Regions from separate parts of the Hordeum vulgare genome. Here region 1 is linked to region 2. Evidence: chromatin contacts called from public Hi-C data. All regions are on one chromosome and are shown on one strand. The core of a region is the stretch at or near the end of the contact, and the rest is flanking DNA. Distances in the headings are between cores, read along the strand shown.

The links. A called contact is a pair of places that touch in the nucleus more often than the background predicts.
Region 1: a contact with region 2 is called in a Hi-C map of leaf, with 4 times the contacts expected there. The contact joins the promoter of LOC123403439 here to the enhancer-like site in region 2. A contact is called at or near these places in 3 of 6 Hi-C or Micro-C datasets (leaf and seedling).

The regions. Positions count from the first base shown.
Region 1 is chr6H:495,770,338-495,775,738 of MorexV3_pseudomolecules_assembly, forward strand. It overlaps LOC123403439 (probable RNA-dependent RNA polymerase 1), which reads left to right and starts at 2,561. Exons shown (of 5, transcript XM_045097379.1): 1 at 2,561-2,808; 2 at 5,395-5,401.
Region 2 is chr6H:495,561,596-495,566,531 of MorexV3_pseudomolecules_assembly, forward strand. No RefSeq gene overlaps it. Among protein-coding and RNA genes, the nearest start is that of LOC123405670, 66 kb to the left of the region's middle. Within about 2 kb of position 1,761, at least 3 of the 3 cell types and tissues checked have open chromatin away from gene starts, as enhancers often do. A contact at or near this core is called in leaf and seedling, where this site is marked.

The sequences.
Region 1 (5,401 bases), core at 1,311-3,810, 210 kb after region 2:
ATCAACGCGAGGCGATGCACGGAGTGCCCACAAGCCCTGTCGCCGTGGCCAGGGAGTGGGCCCGCGGCAGGTAGGCTTGTGGCCACTCCTTAAGGCGGTTGGAGCCCTTCTTTAAGAAAATCGTGTTAAAATTTCAGCCCAATCGGAGTTATGGATCTCCGGGAATTTAAGAAACGGTGAAACGCAGAATCTGGGAGCGCAGAAACAGAAGGACACACAGAGAGAGATCCAATCTCGGAGGGGCTCTCGCCCCTCCGCCGCCATGGAGACCATGGACCAGAGGGGAAACCCTTCTCCCATCTAGGGAGGAGGTCAAGGAAGAAAAATAAGGAGGGGGGCTCTCTCCCCCTCTCTCCCACCGGCGCCGGAACGCCGCCCGGGAAATCATTGTGTGACGGCGATCTACACCAACACCTCCGTCATCTTACCAACATCTCCATCATCTTCCCCCATCTATATTCAGCGGTTCACTCTCCCGCAACCCGTTGTACCCTCTACTTGAACATGGTGCTTTATGCTACATACTATTATCCAATGATGTGTTGCTATCCTATGATGTCTGAGTAGATTATCGTTGTCCTATCGCTGATTGATGAATTGCTATGATTGGTTTAATTTGCTTGTGGTTATGTTGCTATCCTTTGGTTCCCATCATATGATCGCGCGCGTGGATCACACCATAGGGTTAGTTGTATGTTGATAGGACTATGTATTGGCAGGCTAGAGTGACAGAAGCTTCAAACCTAGCATAGAAATTGATGCATATGGGATTGAAGGGGGACCAATATATCTTATTGCTATGGTTGGGTTTTACCTTAATGAATGTTAGTAGTTGCGGACGCTTGCTAATAGTTTTAATCATAAGTGCATAGAATTCCAAGTAAGGGATGACATGCTAGCAGAGGCCTCTCCCACATGATACTTGTTATCGATCTAGTAACGTAGTCAATTGCTTAGGGACAATTCCGCAACTCCTACCACCACTTTTCCACACTCGTTAGACACTCGTAGTTGTTTCTTTATCTAACCAGCCCCTAGTTTTATTTACGTGTTCTTTACTTTCTTGCAAGCCTATCCTATCACTCCTACAAAGTACTTCTAGTTTCATACTTGTTCTAGGTAAAGCGAACGTAAAGTGTGCGTAGAGTTGTATCGGTGGTCGATAGAACTTGAGGGAATATTTGTCCTACCTTTAGCTCCTCGTTGGGTTCAACACTCTTACTTATCGAGAAAGGCTACAATTGATCCCCTATACTTGTGGGTTATAATGGGCCCAGAGATACCTCTCCGTCAAACGGAGTGACAAATCTCAGTCTCGATTCGTGCAAACCTAACAGACACTTTCGGAGATACCTGTAGTGCATATTTATAATCACCCAGTTACGTTGTGACGTTTGATACACCCAAAGTACTCCTACGGTATCAGGGAGTTGCACAATCTCATGGTCTAAGGAAATGATACTTGACATTATAAAAAGCTCTAGCAGACGAACTACACGATCTTGTGCTATGCTTAGGATTGGGCCTTCTTCATCACATCATTCTTCTAATGATGTGATCCCGTTATCAACGACATCCAATATCCATGGCCAGGGAACCATGACCATCTTCCGATCAACAAGCTAGCCAACTAGAGGCTCACCAGGGACATGTTGTGGTCTATGTATTCACACATTTATTACGGTTTTCGGTTAATACAATTATAGCATGAACAATAGACAATTATCATGAACAAGGAGATATAATAATAACCAATTTATTATTGGCTCTAGGGTATGTTTCCAACACTAACATGCACTAGCAAACAAAAAAATAACACATGCATGGCTATGAAAGCCCGGCCGCTCGTTTCCTCAAAAGATGCACAACTACTTTTTACATTTTAGGCTGATTATTATATGCAAAGACCATGGAAGCTCGATAGCTACATGAGCGGCATTGTTAAAGCACCTCTCTCTACATTATAAAACTCACGCGATGGCGAGCGGAAAGGCCATGCATCTGCATGCCGCCTGGATGCATGGCGGCAGGGGCCACCTGCCCATAGCTGTCGCCTGGTTGTATGGCGGCAGGGGCCACCGATCCCGTTTCATCGCCGTTTGTCTAGGCCGGTAATGCAGCGCCTGCCGCTTGGCCTTGTGGCGGCAGGGGCCACCGCCTCCGCTCGTAGCGGCAGATGCCACGTGTCGGCTGATGCGTGTACCGTCATGGTTTAGATGGTTTTATTTGCAATCTAATCTGGGATGGTCGTTTTTGACAATTGCACTGGACAAGTGGTTCTTTTGGGTAAAAAAACTTTCTTTTACACGTTACAAAGATGGAAATTACCAACTCAAAAAAAAAAGTAAAAAAAAAAAGATGGAAAGTGAACGAGCCAGTTTTGTTACTGTTTTACTCGCGGTGCCAGTCTTTCCTTCACGGTGTGGTCCTAAGATTGCCTGCCTACATCCGTGAAGATTTCCGAGCGCAGTTAAGGAACCTTCGACGCATCCGTCTCTATCCCCGCACCCCCCGGCCCTACCTACCTAGCTACCATTCCGTAGTTCGTTTAAATGTTACGTGCACATTGACCACCTCAAGTCCGCCTCCTTTCTCCTCCTCTCCACTCGCCTCCGCCTCCGCCTCCGCGACAGAACCATCGGGCAATCATCAACTCCTCCCCCATCTCCTTCGCCCGTTCATCTTCCCCAACTCCCTCCCCAGATCCATCGACTTCTCACGGCCACAATCTGCTGCGGCGACGGCGACGGCGACGGACATAGCCACGCCTGCTGCTGCTGGCGTCGGCCTGATTCCTTCCCTTCACCGGTAAGGTAAGGGATCCTAGCCTGATCGTACGGACCCTTCCCTTCCCTCGAGTCGCCGTTGTGTTGTTTGGGGTTTCGTACCCGCCTTGCCGTGGCATTGAGCCGCCGGGACCCCAATCGTTCGGAATTTGTTGACGATTGCTGCCTTCGTCCGCGGTTCTGCTGGCTTGTTCTTTCGCGGCGCGCGAGGTAGATCGTAGTTTTCTCCGTGTAAATTAGATCGATCGGAGCTGGTCCGATGGGATTCGGTGCCTTGCTGAATTTTGTGGGGTTCACCTAAACCCCCAAACACCACGTTCAGTTCCGCCCCTGCTTGCCAATAATAGAGGGCGTTGCTTGAGGTAGGCGAGCAAGCGTAGCGGGCGTACGGATTGGGGAAATGTACGTCCCTAATTGTTTATTGATCGACATTTTTGTAGGGTTGGCTTTTTTTTTTTTTTTTTTTTTGCTGACCTTTTACTTGTTACTACTCCTAGTGTCAAAATAAATCTTACATATGAGACGGAAGGAGTAAAAGATAACCCGCGCCAGTTTAAAAAAGAGGTAAATACACGAGAGGTGTTAGAACTTGCATGCGGCGGTCACTTTCGTGTACAAAATTGTAAAGTACGTGTTTGAGGTCACTAAACTTGCGAGGTTCTTCAAATACAGTCACTCTCACCGTACGCGGCATACATATCCGTCGGTGCCAGCATGGCGCGGGCCCGCTGTTAACCACTGTAAATGTTCTCATATGATAGATTTGTAGAAAAACTAGTGGCTCCTTTTTTATTAATGTAGGAAGTCCCTCAAATAAAAAGGCAAAATAATGGGGCCGGGATTTCGATCCGACGATGAACCGCTAGGTCACTTGCTTGGATAACAACCACGTCAACAGTACCTACTATTTGCTTAGCACGACCACCTTATATATCATAGCAGCGCGGATCAAAAGAAGTAATAAAGAACAATGTATACCTTATATATCATAGCACGCCAACAACTCTAATAATAATCTAATAACCATACGAAGTGCATTCGGCGTGTTCAAACCGGTAACATGAGGATTCACTCGCACATAAGCTAACCATCACGCAACTGCGACACAATTTTCTACAAATTTTAAACATTCTTTTGAAATAAAAAATATTTAGTTAATATAATTTAGATATCAACTTGTGTTTATTTTTTACTCATGACTTATATTCAACAGAGTAGATTTTAAATCATGAATATTGTAAACTATACAAACATTGAACTGGACAAAATATTGTAAACTATACAAACATTGAAACGCTTGTACAATTAAAATATTATTTATTAAATTAATTTTAAAAAGTATTGTATTCTAGTTATAAAAACGTGTTCATATTCATAAATAATATTTGAAAGTAATACATGAACATTTGTTTTTATCCACGAATTTCTAAAATAAAACAAACAGGTGTAATGATACAGAATTTTTATAATTATGAATATTTCTGATTTTTTTTTGAGAAATTATGAATATTTAAAGAATTACTTACGTTATTATTAACATTTTATAATTCATAATTATTATTTAGAATAATAGATGAACAAAATTTGAAATTTATCCTATTATTGGGATTATATGTTACATGCTCTCTACAAATTTCTGAAAACTAAACAAGTGCAAAAGGGGCAGTGCGGATCGCAGCCCATTTCATTAATCTTAGGTATCCTTAATAGCAGTGTACAGACGTTTGTCTAAAAAAAATAGTGTACAGATGTGTGGTGCAGTGGCTAAGACGTGTATGGTGCTAGGGGTTCGAGACCTGGCAGTCATATGTTTTTAAGAAGGAGTTTTGTGCAAAAATGAGTCCATGTGTCACTAAAAGCAGGGCTGTGCAAAGCTGGCGTTGACGGATACACATGCGTACTGTGAGAGTGATTGTATTTGAATGGCCTCGCAAGTTTAGTGATCACAAACATGTATTTTCTAACTTTATGCACCAAAGTGACCGCCGTGTGTAAGTTATAAGACCCCTGGTATATTTACCTCTTTAAAAAAAGAAAATAACCTGGGCCTTGCCGTGGGATGGTACGCATGAAACATGGATAATTAGGTTGATGAAGTGAATAATTATGAGAATTATGTATGATGTGATGACAAATGATTTGGCAGCCACTCATGATTTGTTGATGTGAAAGGGTTGCATGCATGAAAAAAATAGTTTGTGGGATGGTAGATTAATGACATGGCGGACATGCACTGATTGGTTCCTTGCTTTGTCCGAGCTGTCTATTTGCTAGTGCTAGATAAAGAGGGGCGTTTGATTTCTTGTCGCCGTGTTTATGCTATTGCATTGTAATGGGATTTTGTCGCAACAGTTATATTTTTGGGTGAAACCTGTACTTAGTTTTGGGTGAGACCTTTTGACTGTTTATTTATTTATTATAGTACTAGTGTTTGACATTGCATACATTCCTTACTTCTTCATTAGTTTTAAGACTGAACTAAGAGAAGTCCGATACATCAATTTACCTGAATTTCTTCCTAAAGAGAAGACCTGCCATTTGTGTACAGATCTGTCTATACTTTCCAATGACTTGACTGGTATTTTACCATGATTATGCACTGCTGTAGTTTCCAT
Region 2 (4,936 bases), core at 511-3,010:
TAGGCGACATGGGTGGCGGTGGCATTGGCGGCATGGGAGGCATCGGTGGCTTCGGAGCTACCATGGGCGGCATGGGTGCCATGGGTGGCTTTGGAGCTACCATGGAGACCATGGGAGGTATGGGTGGCTTCGGAGCACCTCCGGGCGGCATTGGCGGCATGGGTTTTGCGTCTCTCATGGGAGACATGGGACCATCTCGGGGCGGCATGGGCGGCATGTCTTCCGGTGTGCCAACACCTTCACATGATGCCGTTGAAGATCTTGCCAACACCGCACGCGATAATGAAGAGGAGGATGAAGAATCCTCTTCGGATGATGAATCAGATGAAGAGGGAAAGGATGAGGAAGATGAGGATGAAGACGAGGACAAGGCTTGGTTCTTGATGGGCCACTCGTTGGTGTGAACTTTCTATATGGGCATGAATTTAAACTTGTGGACATGAACTTGGTTGGATGATGTTCTGGGCATGAATTTGTATGAACTTTGTATGTCATCATGAACTTGTTTGTGTGATTTAAATTATGTCATGTCTTTGTTTTGATGTTTGAGATTGATTTTGTGTTTAAAATGTGTCCAAAATGCAACATATGGCAAGTATCGGTTGCTCGCGCGCTCTGCATTTTAGCGCGCCTGCTGGAGCTACGCGCGCGCTGCATTTTAGCGCGCCTGATGGAGCCAGCGCTGACCGCCGCGCCAATACAGGCGAACAACGCGCTGCAAACTGATTTTTGGCGTGCCATAGATTGAACGGCTATTGGAGATGCTCTTACAGCTGTTGGTGTTTAGGAGGTGTTTGGTTATAGGGACTTATTAGGGACTCATAACTTATAAATCTCTTTAAGTCTCATCTAAACCAAACAGGAGGGACTTATAGGGACTTAAAATGGGTATTTGGGACTTATGAAATAAGACTCTTAAGTAAGGACTTATAGGGACTTGTAGTTGTAATATAGTCTTTTAGTCCATGTTAAGTCTTAAGAACCAAACAGGTAGGAACTTTTTAGGGACTTAGGACTTATAAGTTGAGACAAAATAAGTCGTAGGACTTAGGAACCAAACAGTGTCTTAGATTAACTTCAAACACAGGCACATAATGTGTGACGTGCCCAACTGCCCATTGTAGCCTCCCATCTCTCTTTACTTTAGTTATATATTATGCCTGCTTGGGCCCACGGTGTGACGATACTGCTAAATTAGGGAGCTGGAAGAATGTGCTTTGTGCTGTCACTAATGACTGATTCGTGGTTTGTGCTGTCACTAATGACTGATCTTGATCTATGATGCCAACTGTCCTACTGGCTTACACTTTTGGTGCATGTGGCTAGCTAGCTAGGTAGTGGGCAGTCCCATCACGTACGGGGCCACGCAATCTAAGAGCAAAGCGACCCATCTTATTCCAACGAGCACCACTCTAGTCCAGTGCTTAAACAAGGAGCCAGCCAACGACGATTTGGTAGCGGGTAGAGTATAGTATCGACCACCGGGGTATGCGGCCAAACACGGGCGAACAACGCTAACGTGCAGCCGAAAGGTCGAGAGCAAGCGACCACGCTAGCTAGATTCGTCACGTACGTTGATTTCACGTGAAGCTAATTGGATGGTTGGATGTATTGACGGGTTGGTTACCGCATGTATGTCCCCAAATATTCTTAGATAACGTCTCGCTTTAACCAGGGACCTGGCTATGGCTATACGAGGGATGATTAGGTGGTACTCTTCCGTTGATGTGATTGTGACCCGATCCTGCTTGTCCAGCCCGGCCGCGCCTCGGATCCTCTCCCGGCTCCAGGGCTCGGCAGATCGATCGTCGTTGTTACACGGGTCCACACGGGATGGACGGGTGGGGGTGGGCACTTGGATTCTGCTTTCGGGGAGCTGCTTCAGTTGTATAGACTTGTAGGAGTACCAACTTGAAGCAACAGAAAGAGAATGCTTTTGTGCTGCTAGTAAATTCGTAACGTTCTAAGTTTCGTGCCTTTGGCAAGCATCATGCGACTGAAACTTCGTCGATTTCAGCGGGAAGGCCGCGGACTCTCTACGGCGAGTGCAAGTCGTGAATGAGCGGGAGCCGGCGGTGCCACGACGAGTCCGAGGTTTGGCTGTTCGGCTAGGGGTGCGGGGTCATCCCCGACGCTGTAGAACGGGGGAGGGGTTAGAGGGATGGACGGGGCGGTCCCAGCATGACGGTAGATGGCGGTTCAGGGGAGGGCGGGGCAGGCGCTGTGACGCTGCCGACCGCATGATGTGGACGGTTACGCCGGCGTCGGTTGATGGTGCAAAAGAAGAACAACAACCACGACAACAATGCGTTGTCATGGTAGCCGTTGGATGTAGATCTAATGCTCAAAAAAAATCAAGCACCTAACCAATACGCAGTCTTAGTTTTTTTAACACAGTACAAACGCAAAAACGTTCATATAAATGCGTATACACTCATCCTTATGAACGCAAACGTGTAAATCCTATCTCTATGAGCACCTCCGAGAAACTGAACCGGCATATCATCTTCAGATTGACGAAATAACCATATACGGCTCGTCATCGACAGGAGCGTCTCCTTAGAATGAATGCGCATCGCGCGGAAATACGAAAATAAATTCAGAAATAATGCGATCAGCAGAACTTGAACCCTGATGTGCGGGGTACCACGTCTCTTTAACCATCCAATCAGAAATCCGAGTTAACATGTTACGGCCCACACTGAAGCACCTAATCAAATGGTAGTCTCTCACTCAAGCCGACATTGAAATAGCAAGCTGGCTGAGAGCACGACCCGTCCCACATCTCGGTGCATGCACCTTCTCTCCGCATTTAAACGCTACTCCTTCTATTAAAACAAGTACGATTGTCGAGAAACCCACTCTGGCCTTGCATTTAAATGCGTATACATTCATCTTTATGAACGCACACACACATATTCTATCTCTTTGAGCACCTCCGAGAAACTGAGCCGGCATATCATCTTCAGATTCACAAAGTAACCATATACGCTTCGTCATCGACACGAGTGTCTCGTTAGAATGAATGCGCATCGCGCGGAAATACGAAAATAAATTTCGAAATAATGCGAGCACCAGAACTCGAACCCTAATGTGCGGGGTACCACTGTCTCTTTAACCATCCAACCAGAAGTCTGAGTTAACATGTTAAGGCCGACACTGAAGCACCTAATCAAATGGTAGTCTCTCACTCAAGCCGACATTGAAACATCAAGCTGGATGAGAGCACGACCCGTCCCACATCTCGGTGCACGCACCTTCTCTCCGCATTTAAACGCTACTCCTTCTATTAAAACAAGTTAGGTTCTCGAGAAACCCACTCCGGCGCTTGCATGCCGACGCCACCCGTTTGTCCTCATGCTCACCGGCATTAAACACCTTGTCGTTTTGCGTGGAATCTACATGCTATTTAAACGTGGCAGGCCCGGCAACAACCGCATTACACCTCTACTCATGATCTCCTATGTGAGCAACACCATCATGGCCTGGAGCTCCAAATCCCTATGGGACAGCCCATACGGTGAATAGATGCAGGAGCTCTTCGACATTGCAGCCGGCTGGAAGGCTGTCAAGCCAGTCAAATACATGATGGATTGCTAACGAGATCTCTGGGTGGCAACGACACGGACGGGCCGACAAAAGAGGCGAGCGACGACGAACAAGCGCCGTTGCCCACGCCATTCCATGCCGACATCACCATGGACGAGGCGAGGGCACATTTCACCAACATGGTGATGGAAGAGCGGGAGTCGGTGTTCCGGCAGGCGCAAGCCGACTAGAGGTACAATCCATTGATCCTCCATGAGCATCGACTCTTGGAGGAGCAAATCACCCACATCAAGGCGAATGACAACATCGTCATGGACGCCGTGGCAGACGTGGGTGAACATAAGGTGTTGCTCTTTTCCTATCGCACCGCACGCAAAATCCATTGCTAGCGATGGCGGTGTGTGCCCCAAAGGCAAAGAAGGACACTCTATTTGTGAATATCGATGCGGTGTTGCAGAGGAATTTGACGATGTCACCGGCTCGCGTCAGGCTCACCCAGCTGCCACGACGATGAGACTGGTACGCCAAGCGGGTCTTCGATAATAAGGAAGAGTAGAACATGGAAAGCCCTCGACGCCTGGGTCCCAAAAAGGCCACCGACATCGTCTTGTCGGGCCTAACAGCTGGTGAGCTTGCCCGCTTCACAGAAGCGGAGGAAGCTTCAGTTTCCGCGGCTCATGGTTGTCCATCCAGCTTGCTGTCGAACATGGAAAAAACATGTTGTGGGGAAGTTGGTGCTGCCGCAGCCGGCGATCCTTTATACTAGGCTAGAATAGCCTGATCCGCTAAGTTTAGTAGATATATATCAAAACGTATTGAATGTGCCCATGTTTAAATGAAAATTGTTAAGTTTGAATGAAAGCCATTCAGTTTGCTTAAATTTGCAACAAATTTGCTTTTTTTTAGGTAAAATTGCGTTTGATATGTGACCAAACGTTTACAACTAGTTTTAGATGGCCAATTCCCGTATTAATGTCCGGGCATTAATCCAAACCAATCGGCGGACAAATATGATGTCCGTTTTATGGGTCCAGGTTGGAGATGACCTAAAAGAAACAATTAAGCAGAGTATACAGACAGGCGATTGGAACATGGGGTACGTCCAACCTATATTTCTTTAAACAAGTAACTTAAAAAATGGTCAAAAAATACGAAATTTGCTGGCAACAAACTTGATAGAAGGTTACACCTGCGTAAAAAAAAATTGGGGACAAAATGAATTTCCTGGTATTGTTGGCGAAAAAACAAACAAAATCAGCACTGGAGATAGTATCACTCTACATTATTTTGGATAACTTATTTTGTATGCACAGATTTCCGGGAGTTTTTCGCTGTGATTTTTTTTTGAAAAAAGATTATTTGAAGATTATTGACAAACAAACTTTTT